Regions from separate parts of the Hordeum vulgare genome. Here region 2 is linked to region 1. A link is a contact called in public Hi-C data. All regions are on one chromosome and are shown on one strand. Each heading gives the region's core, a stretch centred on a gene start, on an enhancer-like site or on the middle of the called end of the contact. The rest is flanking DNA. Distances are from core to core; before and after follow the strand shown. Region 1 holds the start of LOC123426861 (polyadenylate-binding protein RBP47-like). Region 2 holds the start of LOC123426865 (pentatricopeptide repeat-containing protein At5g09450, mitochondrial-like).

Region 1 (6,184 bases), core at 2,537-5,036:
ACATGCTTCATAGTATTGTAGTGAGAGCTCCAACGAGTATCACATGGCCTTCCCAAACCCATTTATGGATTCATACCCCTCCTGGTTTCTACTTCCTCCAAGTCTAATGCATCAGTCAGTTCGTCGGTATGAGCTATGTGAAGCATTCTCATCTTTTTACAAGAATAGCCAATAACATTTAACAAGGTTGGAAGTTGTTGAAAAAATCAAGCGCAATCATCACGCTTATTAGTGGTATCAACACGAGTTAACTCTACTTGATGGGCAAAGCAACCAACATAATAGACATACATGGACTCATCATAGTAAATAGCCACACACCCGATGAGAGCGAGCCCATGCAATTGATGAACGCCGCATCCACCTCGAGATCTAGATGTCGTGCCCAGATCTAGCGATGGGCACGCCACCCAGTGCCCAATGAGCTCCTGGTTTTCCGCCCTCATGCCGATGCTTGATGCCGCACCACCAATCCATCCAAAGCACCCAACCACCACCTCCAAGCCGGTGTAGCCACTGTGGCGACTGTTTTGGCACTACCCCACACCCACTGTGTTGGGGATATTGCTTATTAAGTGACCCGCCCAATATGGGTCGGGTTACTAGTAAGGCGATTCATCCTTTGAGCTACTTGGGCCTCAGCCTGGGCGGTTCAAGGCCGCGGGACGGTTATGATTTATGGAAGGTCTCTGGGTTTTGCAAGACGGCGACTTAGAGACCACGGTGGTCACGATTTGTAAGGAGGAAGGGACTCTTGTAAAACCCTAAAGCCTCGACCTATATATAAAGGCGAGTCGGAAGGAGGAGGGGAGGTGAGAAATCATCGAGTGCTAGGTTAGGCGAGTTACGCCTCCCTTGTAATCGAATCCACATCAATACACACAAAGCAGGACGTAGGCTATTACCTCCTCTCGAGGGGCCGAACCTGGGTAACCCGCCGTGTTCCTCCCGTTTAACCCCTTTGAGTCGCCACCAAGGTGCGATGGTTCCCGTACTAAGTCCTTTCACGAGGACATCTGCCGTGACAAAACCACGACACACTGCCCCTCCCACTTTGTTGTATCTCCAGCTGTGCACACACACTACGTGGCCCATCAACGACCATGTTTTTTTAAAGAAAAAGCAAAAACCTAGTTATATATTAAAAAGCAAACATGGAAAATTCAGCCATACAACCACATCAACCGACATGCCAATGCTCTGGTATTATTGAAATATATTACAATACTGACCAGTGGGGGGAAGGGACTCGATGGCGATAACAAAGTTTGGATTGGAGATGAGGAGTGGACGATGAATTATATTAGGTTGTGTATATCACAACACTATCCGACTCAAAACCAAAGGGCCATACTTAAGATGTCTACACACATACGAGTCAAATATAACAGACAATGGGTGATAATAATCAGTCTAGTTCAATCATTGGGACAAGCTATCACTTACTGGTCAACATTAGAACGATCCGTGATAACCATTGAACCGAAACCAAAATTGATATCACTAACACATCTGGAGTGCCCAGTTAGTTTTAATGATCATCACTAACATGTGGACAATGACCGGTCAATGATGAGGGGGTAGTGCTACTCTAATTTGTACTCCCTTCGTCCCTTCTTGTCTTATATTTGTTTAGATATGAATGTATCTAGTCATGTTTTAGTATTTTGATACATCCATTTCTAGACAAACCTAAAAAAATAATTTTGGGACGGAGGGAGTAGTAATGTGTGGTGCTCTGTGCAATCCGTGGAGGATCATGTGCCTATAGCCTTTGAGTGCAACCATAGAAGCACCACAACAAACATTCAACTGGTTTGGATGGTGATCTAGTAATAGTTATGTATTATGTTTATGAGTCATGCAATCCTGTCATCCACCTGCTATGGTTGGGCCTTTCACTATACCTTACATTTTGCTTTGGACGATCAATAATGTATTCTAATAAAGATGTATGCGCGCATCATGGAGTATCGAAAAAAGCAGGACATCTAGTTGAAGGGCACGGAAGTGTTTTGACGGATAAGAACACACTTATAGTTATACATATAGTTATTTTGTATAAACTACCACTGAGAGGATATTTTGACTTCAATGCTATTTGTTCCAAAGAAGACTATAAATAAAAGCTCTAGATATCTCATCAGCATTGAGAGGAAAAGCACCCCTTGAGATACCATCACCGTGATATTACTGTTTTGCCACAACCCGCTACCACTAGCTCCTTAATTTTATTTTGATCTAAATCACACTCTAGACCAACTCTTCTTACAGAGAAGGAACTCCACTCCTTAAAAACCGAATTATCTAAGTTCCCATTCAAATGATATGCTAAAAACAACACATGCTAACTTGAATGCCCATGGCTAAATAAAGTCATTCCATATCATATTTCTAAATATAGACATGTAAGCACCACCGATACTAATGCCACATAATATCACTTCTTAATTATACAACCCCACCGACAACCCCACATGCATGTCCACAAGTTCGGTATCAAGTTAATACTTAAGATACACGTGTACTTTAGAATAACCGGTTGTCATATCCTATTTTGTTTACTTACTAGGTTACATACCATTTTATTTTGCAATAGAATACATATTTATTACTTGGCATATAATTACACTTGGCCAAACATGAGATCCTATGCAACTTAGAATAGTGCAACCTAACATTGGTACCCTAAAGCAAATCACTCGTACATTCATGTTGTGTCGACACTAGACTTTCTTGAGCAAGAACTAGCCGTTTGTTGAAAGAAGCCACTTAACCACAACACGAGACACACAAACCATGAAACGGCGAATTGAAGCGTATAATATCTTATCAAAGCCTCATGCAAAACCTAATAGTTTGCTTGAACAACGATCAAGCGGTTAGATCCTCGAAGACCATAACAACACCATGAACGTTGAAACATTCTATTTTGAGAGGCTTGGCGTAAACCTCAAATGAATCTCCATGATGTGAAGAGAAAAATCATAGTATATGACACACAAGATCATGTCATTAGTGGTTGAACTATCCAAATCTTAATCTTGTGATGGTCATGGTGTGATATAGTGTGCATATGGGTTCTCGAATCAACCACTTACCAAAGGTTCCATAGTGATTGTTTGATTTTGATGAAAGTTCTATTCATTTGTTGTCAACATTTTTACGGTGAGCCCACATACCAATTCAACGAAACTTCTTAATACTAGCTCTCTTCGCACATCTTTATATATCTTTAATTTTGATAGCAAAATGTGTGCTATATGGTACACTAAATTAACTTGAGATTAGAATGGAAGGATTAGTACTTTCTATCTTAAAAAGCTTTGTCCAGCACGACCTCATTCATACCTGCCAATTAACATGAACATTATTATTTTCGTCTCAAAATGTAAGACAAATTTTAGACTAATTTATATTAACAGAATGACATAGTTGTTTCGTTCCTATTCGCCCAAATGTTATCGGAAGACACTCAACCATACACTGATTTATGGCAGTATAATAAATACGAAAAGCATTATATAAAACCAGCAACAACACTCTCGAAAAGAAAAGAAAAACACTCGCCAATCGCACTCCCAAACCACAGGGCCCACACTGTCAGCGCTATAACGGCAGCTACCAACGCGCTCCAAACCTGGGACCTCCCACCGGCCCTACACGTCGCCTCCCTCGCACATTCAATCAACGACCAGCAGAATAACGAACTCCTAGATCCGACGGCCTGAATCCGCCGCCAGCCCGCTATATATCCAGTCACCTCACCCACGGGCACCCTCTCTTTCCGCCCTCCGCAACCTCACGAGACTCCCCCAACCCCAGGCGACCCTCCTCGGCGGCGGCGGCGCGGACGGTGATGCAGATGGCGGCGACCACCACCGAATCACAGGTGGCCGTGCCGCCTCACCAACCCCACGCGCACCCGCATCCGCACCCGCCTCCGCATCACGCGCACCCGCACCACCACATGCCGCAGCCGCGGTGGGTCGTCCTCCCCTACCCGCCGCCGTCCATGGTGGCCGCCCCGCCCCCGCCGCCGCCGCAGTTCGCCAAGCACTACGCGCCGGGGCCGCCGCCTCCGCCCGCCGCGGCCGGGCGACGCACGCCCACGCCACCCGCGGCCGGATCCGGCGGGAACGGCTGCGAGGAGAACAAGACGATCTGGGTCGGCGACCTCCAGTACTGGATGGACGAGAACTACCTCCATAACTGCTTCGGCCCCAGCGGCGAGGTTCGTGTTCTCTCCCGATCCGGACTTGTCCGTACTAGATCTCGCGAATACAGTAAGATTCGCCCCATTCCTTTGTCCTGATTCATGTGTTGTGCCATCAAATTGCCATGAAAGCGTATATTTTGTGCTTACTTGTCACTTGATGCGAATAAAAGGCGATGCTTCTATAATTAGCCGTGAAAAGTTGTTGCTCAAGGCGCCAACTTTAAGGCCATTCAATACAGTACGTACGGAGTGCTCTTCTTTGATTACTGCCATAACTGCAAGCAATTTCTTCTTCCCTCTGGATTGTACGCAATAACGAACAAAATTGCATTATTCTTTGCGATGCTAGCTTCCAAATGTGCCGACTTTGGGGATTTAAACTAGTTTGGTTAGTAGTACTCGTTTGGAGGAAATGGTCTTGACGTGTATAATTTAATAGAAGTTACGAATGAGCTGGGCTCGTTATGCATTTTGGTGATTACGGAATAAGTAAAACACCAGTTGGAGAGGCAAAAGGAAGCCATAATGAAAGCCTTGACCAATTACTACCATCTTTTATTGGGAGGTTTGCTTACTGACGTGGACAGGAAGTGGAAAAGGTGGCAAGTACTTTGTCTGGAAAATGGTAACAAAGAAAGCAAGTTGTATGCGGTCTTGTGTTTGTACAATTTTCCAGGAACTATCCTTCACACACATAAACCATGATGGGTTTATTAAAAGACATAATGAATGTTAACCACTCATGGGTTCATTTTTTTCCTTGTTAAATCACTGCGTATAACTCTTCTCTTGTTCAACTACTGGTTTATTCACCTTTTTCTCTACATCTGCTTCATAGGTGGTAACAAAGAAAGCAAGTTGTATGCGGTCTTGTGTTTGTACAATTTTCCAGGAACTATCCTTCACACACATAAACCATGATGGGTTTATTAAAAGACATAATGAATGTTAACCACTCATGGGTTCATTTTTTTTCCTTATTAAATCATTGCGTATAATTCTTCTCTTGTTCAACTACTGGTTTATTCACCTTTTTCTCTACATCTGCTTCATAGGTGGTAACCATAAAAGTTATCCGCAATAGGCAAACTGGACAATCAGAGGGATATGGTTTTGTAGAGTTCTTTTCCCATGCATCAGCGGATAAAGCTCTTCAGAATTTTACTGGTCATGTGATGCCCAACACTGATCGAGCCTTTAAGTTAAACTGGGCATCCTATAGCATGGGTGAAAAGCGATCAGAAGTTGTCTCTGACCACTCAATTTTTGTTGGTGATTTAGCTGCTGATGTTACCGATGAAATGTTGATGGAGCTTTTTGGTAGCAAGTATCGCTCCGTGAAAGGAGCTAAAGTTATTATTGATGCAAACACTGGCCGTTCTAGGGGCTATGGATTTGTTAGATTTGGAGATGATACTGACAAAGCTCATGCAATGACTGAAATGAACGGTGTTTATTGCTCTACTAGACCTATTCGTATAGGACCTGCAACGCCTAGAAGAACCTCTGGTATGTCCCTTCTTTGCGGTTGTTCTGCAGCCCTAAACTGTACGGCCTTCTTTTTGTTAGTTTATGGATTGTTTTGTATTTTTCATACAAGTCCTTCAACTTTCACTAAATTTGACTCATTTCATGGCCTCATTGTACCCATTACTATCACTATTTGTTTCGGAAAAATCTACTCATATCTTGTATGGCCCTGATGTTGTCCTAGTGTTCTCCCATCTAGCCTTTTGGAACTCATACTGCTTTTAATGAAGAACGGTGATTTCTTCTGTTATTATTGATCATCTATCTGTACTTGTTTTGCCTTTCTAGACTATGTACATGACCTGTAGAAATTAACAGATAGTTCCCTCATCTCGGATTTTGCAACACATCCTGCTTTTAATGAAGAACGGTGATTTTTTCTGTTATTGATCATCCATCTGTACTTGTTTTGCCTTTCTGGACTACGTACATGAC
Region 2 (6,184 bases), core at 2,369-4,868, 700 kb after region 1:
GGCCGTCAACAACATTCTTCTAGTTTCATTACTGGGGAGTTCTATCAGCATTCTTCTGGTGCCGTTGCAGGAGAAGGTTTGTTTTTATAAGCATTCGTCTAGCTAACGCCAGAGATTGCGCGATCAACCATCGCCTGGTTGTCCAGGTTCGCCTGCGCTGGTCCAGCACACTGATTTGATACAGCCCGTGTTGCCTATTGTTGAGGAGAACTCAGCCACGACACCTCCGACCGGGTCCTCACCTCCGACGCCAGCTCCTACCGGTGATGGAGTACCCGGGCATGCCATGGTCAGACGACAACGTGATCATACACGCAAGGAGAAGACTTACACCAATGGCACCGTTCGGTATGATTTCTGTCGGCGTGCGTTCTTCGCCGCCCCAGTCTCTCATCATGAGGCTCTCGGTGCTCCCGCCTGGCGTGCTGCCATGTATGAAGAATTTGTTGCCCTTCGTCACACTAACACATGGGTGTTGGTGTCTCGGCCACCTGGTGTTAACGTCGTAGGCTGCAAGTGGATCTTCAAGACCAAGCACCGGCCGGATGGATCTGTTGACAAGCACAAAGCTCGTCTTGTTGCTCGTGGTTTTACTCAATAGCAAGGGATTGACTATGGAGATACTTTCAGCCCAGTGGTCAAGCCTGCCACGGTTCGCTTAGTTCTCTCATTCGCGGTCTCTCGTGGGTGGAGTCTTCAACAGACTGATGTGAGTAGGGCTTTTTCTCCATGGTTATTTGACCGAAGATGTCTATATGCAACAGCCTCCCGTGTTTGAGGATGCCACCTATCCATCTCATGTTTGCAAACTTCAGAGGTCAATCTATGGGCTCAAACAATCACTACGTGCTTGGTACGCTCGGTTGATTAAGCGCCTTTCCCAGCTTGGTTTTGTTGCCTTCAAAGCAGACACGTCCTTGTTCATCTTTTCACATGGGGCCATTCAGATATACATGCTGGTATATGTTGATGATATTGTGATTGCTGGCTGTACACCCACTGTGGTGGGTCGCCTTGTGCAGTCACTCTCCGCTACTTTTCCCATCAAAGACATGGGCCGGCTGGAGTACTTCCTTGGATTGGAAGCATCCTTTCATTCAGGGGGCATGGCATTGACGCAGAGAAAGTATGCGCTTGATCTTCTTCATCGCGTCAACATGGAGAACTGGAAGTCCACTTCCACTCCGATAGCTACGTCTGAGAGCCTCTCACGTCACAGTGGTGCACTAATGGGCACTGGTGATTCTTTCAGGTATCGCAGTGTGGTTGGAGCACTTCAGTATTTAACACTCACTCGTCCCGATATCTCCTTCGCTGTGAACAGAGTGTGCCAGTTCTTGTCTCAGCCTACAGAGGTTCATTGGGAAGCAGTTAAGCGTATTCTGAGGTATGTGAAAGGTACGCTAGACACGGGACTCCGGATTCGTAAGTCCCGGTTTATTGGAGTCAGTATATTTACCGATGCAGACTGGACAAGCTGTGTCGATGACATGCGCTCTACATGTGGCTTTGCTATATTTGTTGGACCCAATCTTATATCCTGGAGTTCAAAGAAGCATCCTACAGTCTCGAGATCTAGCACCGAGGCAGAGTATAAGGCGTTGGCAAATGGCGCGACATAAGCCATTTGGATAGACTCGGTTCTCAAAGAACTTGGAGTTACACGGCAGCGCACGCCCATTTTGTGGTGTGATAATTCAGGGGCAACTTACTTGACGGCGAATCCAACGTTTCATGCTCGGACCAAACACATTGAGATTGATTTCCATTTTGTGAGAGAACGAGTAGCTGCAGGTGCATTGGATGTCAGGTTCATTTCAACAGATGATCAGCTAGCGGATGTATTTACTAAACCCGCTACACGACAGATGCTAGACCGCTTCAAGCCCAATCTGAATCTTGTATGTAATTCAGAATGAGGGGCATGTAAAATAGGGTCTAGTTTGCATATTGTATATTGTCACGTATAGGAATACGTATGTAATTGTATCATGATCATCTATATATACTAAGACGTGAGGTGGATGTTAACCCCCACGCAAAACCCTAAACCTCTCTCTTCTAACTGTCCATTGTATCTTATCGGTTTTCTTATGAGAATTTAGGAAATCATGAGTTGTTTAGCATAGAGCAATTCCAATCATGTTCCCATCACCGTCCTTTGTTCCTCGTTTTGGCTGATTTTGAGAGAGAAAACTATTCCAACCCCCCCCCCCCCCTGCCCACTTCCTCATTTTTTTTCAATCTACTCCCCTCCAAATGCTTGGGGGAGAAAATATGGGCTTTCCATCCCTTCTCAAATATTGCCCATGACTCATCGTCATCGTTGATTACCCGATTTTGACTCTCCATCACCGCTCGACATGGGCCTTCATTGTGCATTGCCTTCAATTTTTTGTCGTCTACCGTTGACCATCGCCAACAATGGTTGCTTTCAGCCATCCACCATTGTGCGTTCTTTTTTGATTTCATGGAAAAAGGGAAGAGGCGGAGAGGATTTGGTTGGAATACCATGTAAAAAAGGGCCTCCAATAGAGAATGAGAACCCCAAATGGTGTTTAGCGTACCCGCAAACAAAAAATGGTGTTTAACGAATAATATGAGGTGATGATTTTTATTTTTGAGAAAATAGTTTCTGTTTTTATTGATGTGGGCTGGACTTACGTTTTTCTTTTGGACTTACGTTTTTATTTTTGAGAAAATTAGTCTTTCCATGCGGCGGCTCCCTTTCATCCATTCTTGCATGCATGCAATATGACATCATTATGTATTTTTTATTTTGTATTTTAAAAAAGATTTATCTCCCAAACCGTTATCTCAATTAATGATCTGTTTTCAACACTCACTATATCGCGACGAGATCTTCAAAACTAGATTCCATGCCGACATGTTTCGATAACTTTTTTTTCGTCGGTACTTGCCAAATTATTATCACTTACTTGTCACATAGTACTCACATTAAATCAACTTGGTTATCAGGTTTATGAATGGCGATATACATCATTAAAAAACTTGATTCATTGTACTTGTGCTGGTTCATGCATTTACTTGCTTATTATTAGTGCTTTAATAACCACTTTTTAGCTCCACATAACACTGCAATACTTAAAGAACATAAAATTATTGTCCCGGTAACTGTGTATAATTTTTATGACAATTGTACATCCGTAAGATGACAACTATGATGACATAAATATGATAACTAGGAACGACAAAAAAATCAACGAAACATGTCAACACACGATCTTATTTGAACGTCTCATCTAGATGAACCTAACGGTGAAGACGAATCTTTAATTAAATATGAATCTGTTAGATAAATCATTTTTAGAGTTTTAAAAAACATTTAATGCGATTGTGTAATCATGAGATGAAAGATTCTTGCATGCGAGGCTGTGTAAGCCGTCGCATGGAAGAGCTATGGTCCGACACTTCTCCTTATATTTTCCTTTTTTTATCCAAGACTGGACTTAAAGTTGCTCTAAAATCGCACGCTGTACTCGGCCGACTGTCAGCAGATTTTAGAAATTGCACATTTCCGGCCCAGCAGTAGCGGCGACTGTGCAGCCGAAGCTCAGCACTGTAACTGTACACTCTTTTCCCATTTCCCCTCATAAAAAAAAGAAAACTGTACACTGCTACTACGGCGTCACGGTTGGCTCGCGCGGAGCGCCGCGGCAGAGCACACGAGATGGCGGCGGCTCTTCTCCGAGCCGCTCGCGCCTCGCGGCACCTTGCGCTCCCCCGTTCTATCGCCTCTAGCCCTAGCCACCTATCCTCCTCCTCCTGCACCGCCTCTGCGGCGGAGTCGCCGTCCCCTGCCCCCGCTGCGCCGGCCATCCCGGCGGACGTTGAGGACGCGGTCGTCGTCGTAGCCGTGGACGACGACCTGAGGAGCCACATCTTCCGGCTGCGGCTGGCGAAGCGGAGCGCGACGGAGGCGCTCGAGAAGTGGGCCGGCGAGGGCCGCGCCGCCCCCGCGCCGGAGCTCCGCCGCATCGCCCGCGACCTCAGCCGCGCCCGCCGCTACAAGCACGCGCTCGAGGTTCGCGCGCCCCCAGATCCCTGATCCCCTCTGATTGCGCTGCGTAGTTAGGGCAAGGGTTCCGTGGGGCGATTCCGTGCAGATTTACGTTTATTGTTTATGTATATGCAACGCAGCGGTACGATCTGTTTGTGCCGTGCTTGGAAATGGTGATGAAATGTTTGCTGATGTTCGATTTCTGTAGTTGAATTCTTCAGGTAGCCGATTTGTCTGTATGGATAGAAAGGATTTGCTGCTGGTTAATTCTAAAGTTAGGGATCACCTATTTCACGTTGGATGTTGACCCTTTATCCGGCAGAAATAGGGTAGGCGCACATTTCAGAAATATGTGCCACTTTCTGTATAGAACTGTGTGAAGTTGCACACAATTTTTGTGCAATTTGGCCGGCTTACAAGAAATATAGCCATTCTGTTATATAAAGTCTCCCTTCAAGTTATGCATCATTCTAATAGCATGTATGTGCTTTAGTGATCTTGTTTTGCAATTGCTGATTGGAAAGGAGGCATGTAAGCTCATGTAGTACTGAGTCACGAGGAGCTGTAGCATGCATGTAGTATCGGGTCTAAACTCTTAATACTAGATAGGTTGTTATTGTCAGATAAACATTCATCTCATGTACATGCTGTGCCATCTTATTGTAGTGTTAGGTAATCCATCTTTTTTTTTATTTAACTGCATGATAAGCACGTTATCTTGTTTACAAAACTCAGTGTGCCGAGTAAACAATCCTCTCTCTCCCTCTATCTGTTTGCATTGCTTACTTTGATACCTACGAAATTCTTACAAACAGGATTGAACAATTTTACCGTGGCTGCTATATTTCTCCTTAAAAAAAACAAGAAAAAGGGCATGAGCATTAGTTCTTAACTTTGAGTTTTGCAGGTGGCAGAGTGGATGAAGACACATCATGAGTCTGATTTATCTGAGAACGACTATGGAGTGCGCATTGACTTGATTACAAAAGTTTTTGGCGCTAATGCAGCCGAAGATTTTTTTGAGAAGCTTCCACCTGCAGCCAAATCACTGGAAGCATATACTGCACTCCTCCATTCATATGCTCGATCAAAGATGATAGACAAAGCCGAGAGGCTGTTTCAGAGAATGAAGGATGCAGACCTACCTATTGATGTCCTGGTCTACAACGAAATGATGACCCTGTATATTTCTGTCGGAGAGCTTGATAAGGTTCCAATTCTTGCTGAGGAATTGAAGAGGCAAAACGTTTCTCCAGACCTATTCACATACAACCTTCGGATCAGCGCATCGGTTGCATCCATGGATCTCGAGGCGTTCAAAGGAATCCTCGACGAGATGTCAAAAGATCCAAACTCCAACGAAGGATGGATGCTGTACCGAAACCTTGCCAGCATCTACGTCGATGCCAGCCAGCTTGTTAGCTCGGGGAATTCGCTGGTGGAAGCCGAGGCGAAGATTAGCCAGAGGGAGTGGATAACCTACGACCTCCTCGTCATCTTGCACGCCGGTCTCGGCAACCTGGACAGGGTGAAGGACATATGGAAATCGATGCAGATGACCGCCCAGAGGATGACTAGTCGGAACTACGTCTGCGTGCTCTCTGCCTATCTGATGTGCGGGCAACTGAAGGATGCCGCGGAGGTCGTCGACCAGTGGCAGCGATCGAAAGTCCCGGAGTTCGACGTCTCCGCCTGCAACAGGCTGTTCGATACTCTTCTGGCCGCCGGTTTCACCGACACGGCGGATAGCTTTAGAGAGCTGATGTTGCAGAAGAGCTGTATACTGTCGAGCAGAGCAAGCGCGCGCTCCTGATTGGCATGTTATGCCCTGCCGGGAACAGCTGCCTGCTGGTGTGTTATGGTACGAGAATAATGGACTCTAGAACAATTTTTTTTTTGGCAAATATAATCTGACTATAATATCAGGTTCGGCGCCGCATTATCGTAAGAAATATATTTTCAGGTCCAGCTTAACTCATAGCATGCATGATTTTGCCACATGTGTGGCAGCGGTGTGTGTGTTTATATATTGATCTAGTTCAGCTAGGAACGGGCGTGCCTCAGGTACCAACTACCCAGGTACGGCTAAAGCTGAAGCTGGTAATTTATCGCACTCGTGTCATCCTGTGGCGCTAACGAATTGAGTGGCATATGATCTGTACA

What was found. Hi-C and Micro-C count contacts between places; a contact is called where the count stands out from the background.
Region 2: a Hi-C map of leaf shows a contact between it and region 1, with 2.9 times the contacts expected there. The contact joins the promoter of LOC123426865 here to the promoter of LOC123426861 in region 1. A contact is called at or near these places in 2 of 6 Hi-C or Micro-C datasets (leaf and seedling).

What each region holds. Positions count from the first base shown.
Region 1 is chr2H:502,650,553-502,656,736 of MorexV3_pseudomolecules_assembly, forward strand. It overlaps LOC123426861 (polyadenylate-binding protein RBP47-like), which reads left to right and starts at 3,787. Exons shown (of 6, transcript XM_045110759.1): 1 at 3,787-4,234; 2 at 5,275-5,728. The coding sequence starts at 3,860.
Region 2 is chr2H:503,345,845-503,352,028 of MorexV3_pseudomolecules_assembly, forward strand. LOC123426865 (pentatricopeptide repeat-containing protein At5g09450, mitochondrial-like) reads left to right here and starts at 3,619. Exons shown (of 2, transcript XM_045110763.1): 1 at 3,619-4,045; 2 at 4,929-5,995. The coding sequence starts at 3,692. The coding sequence ends at 5,834. It overlaps LOC123426866 (E3 ubiquitin-protein ligase ATL6-like), which reads left to right and starts at 6,094. Exons shown (of 1, transcript XM_045110764.1): 1 at 6,094-6,184.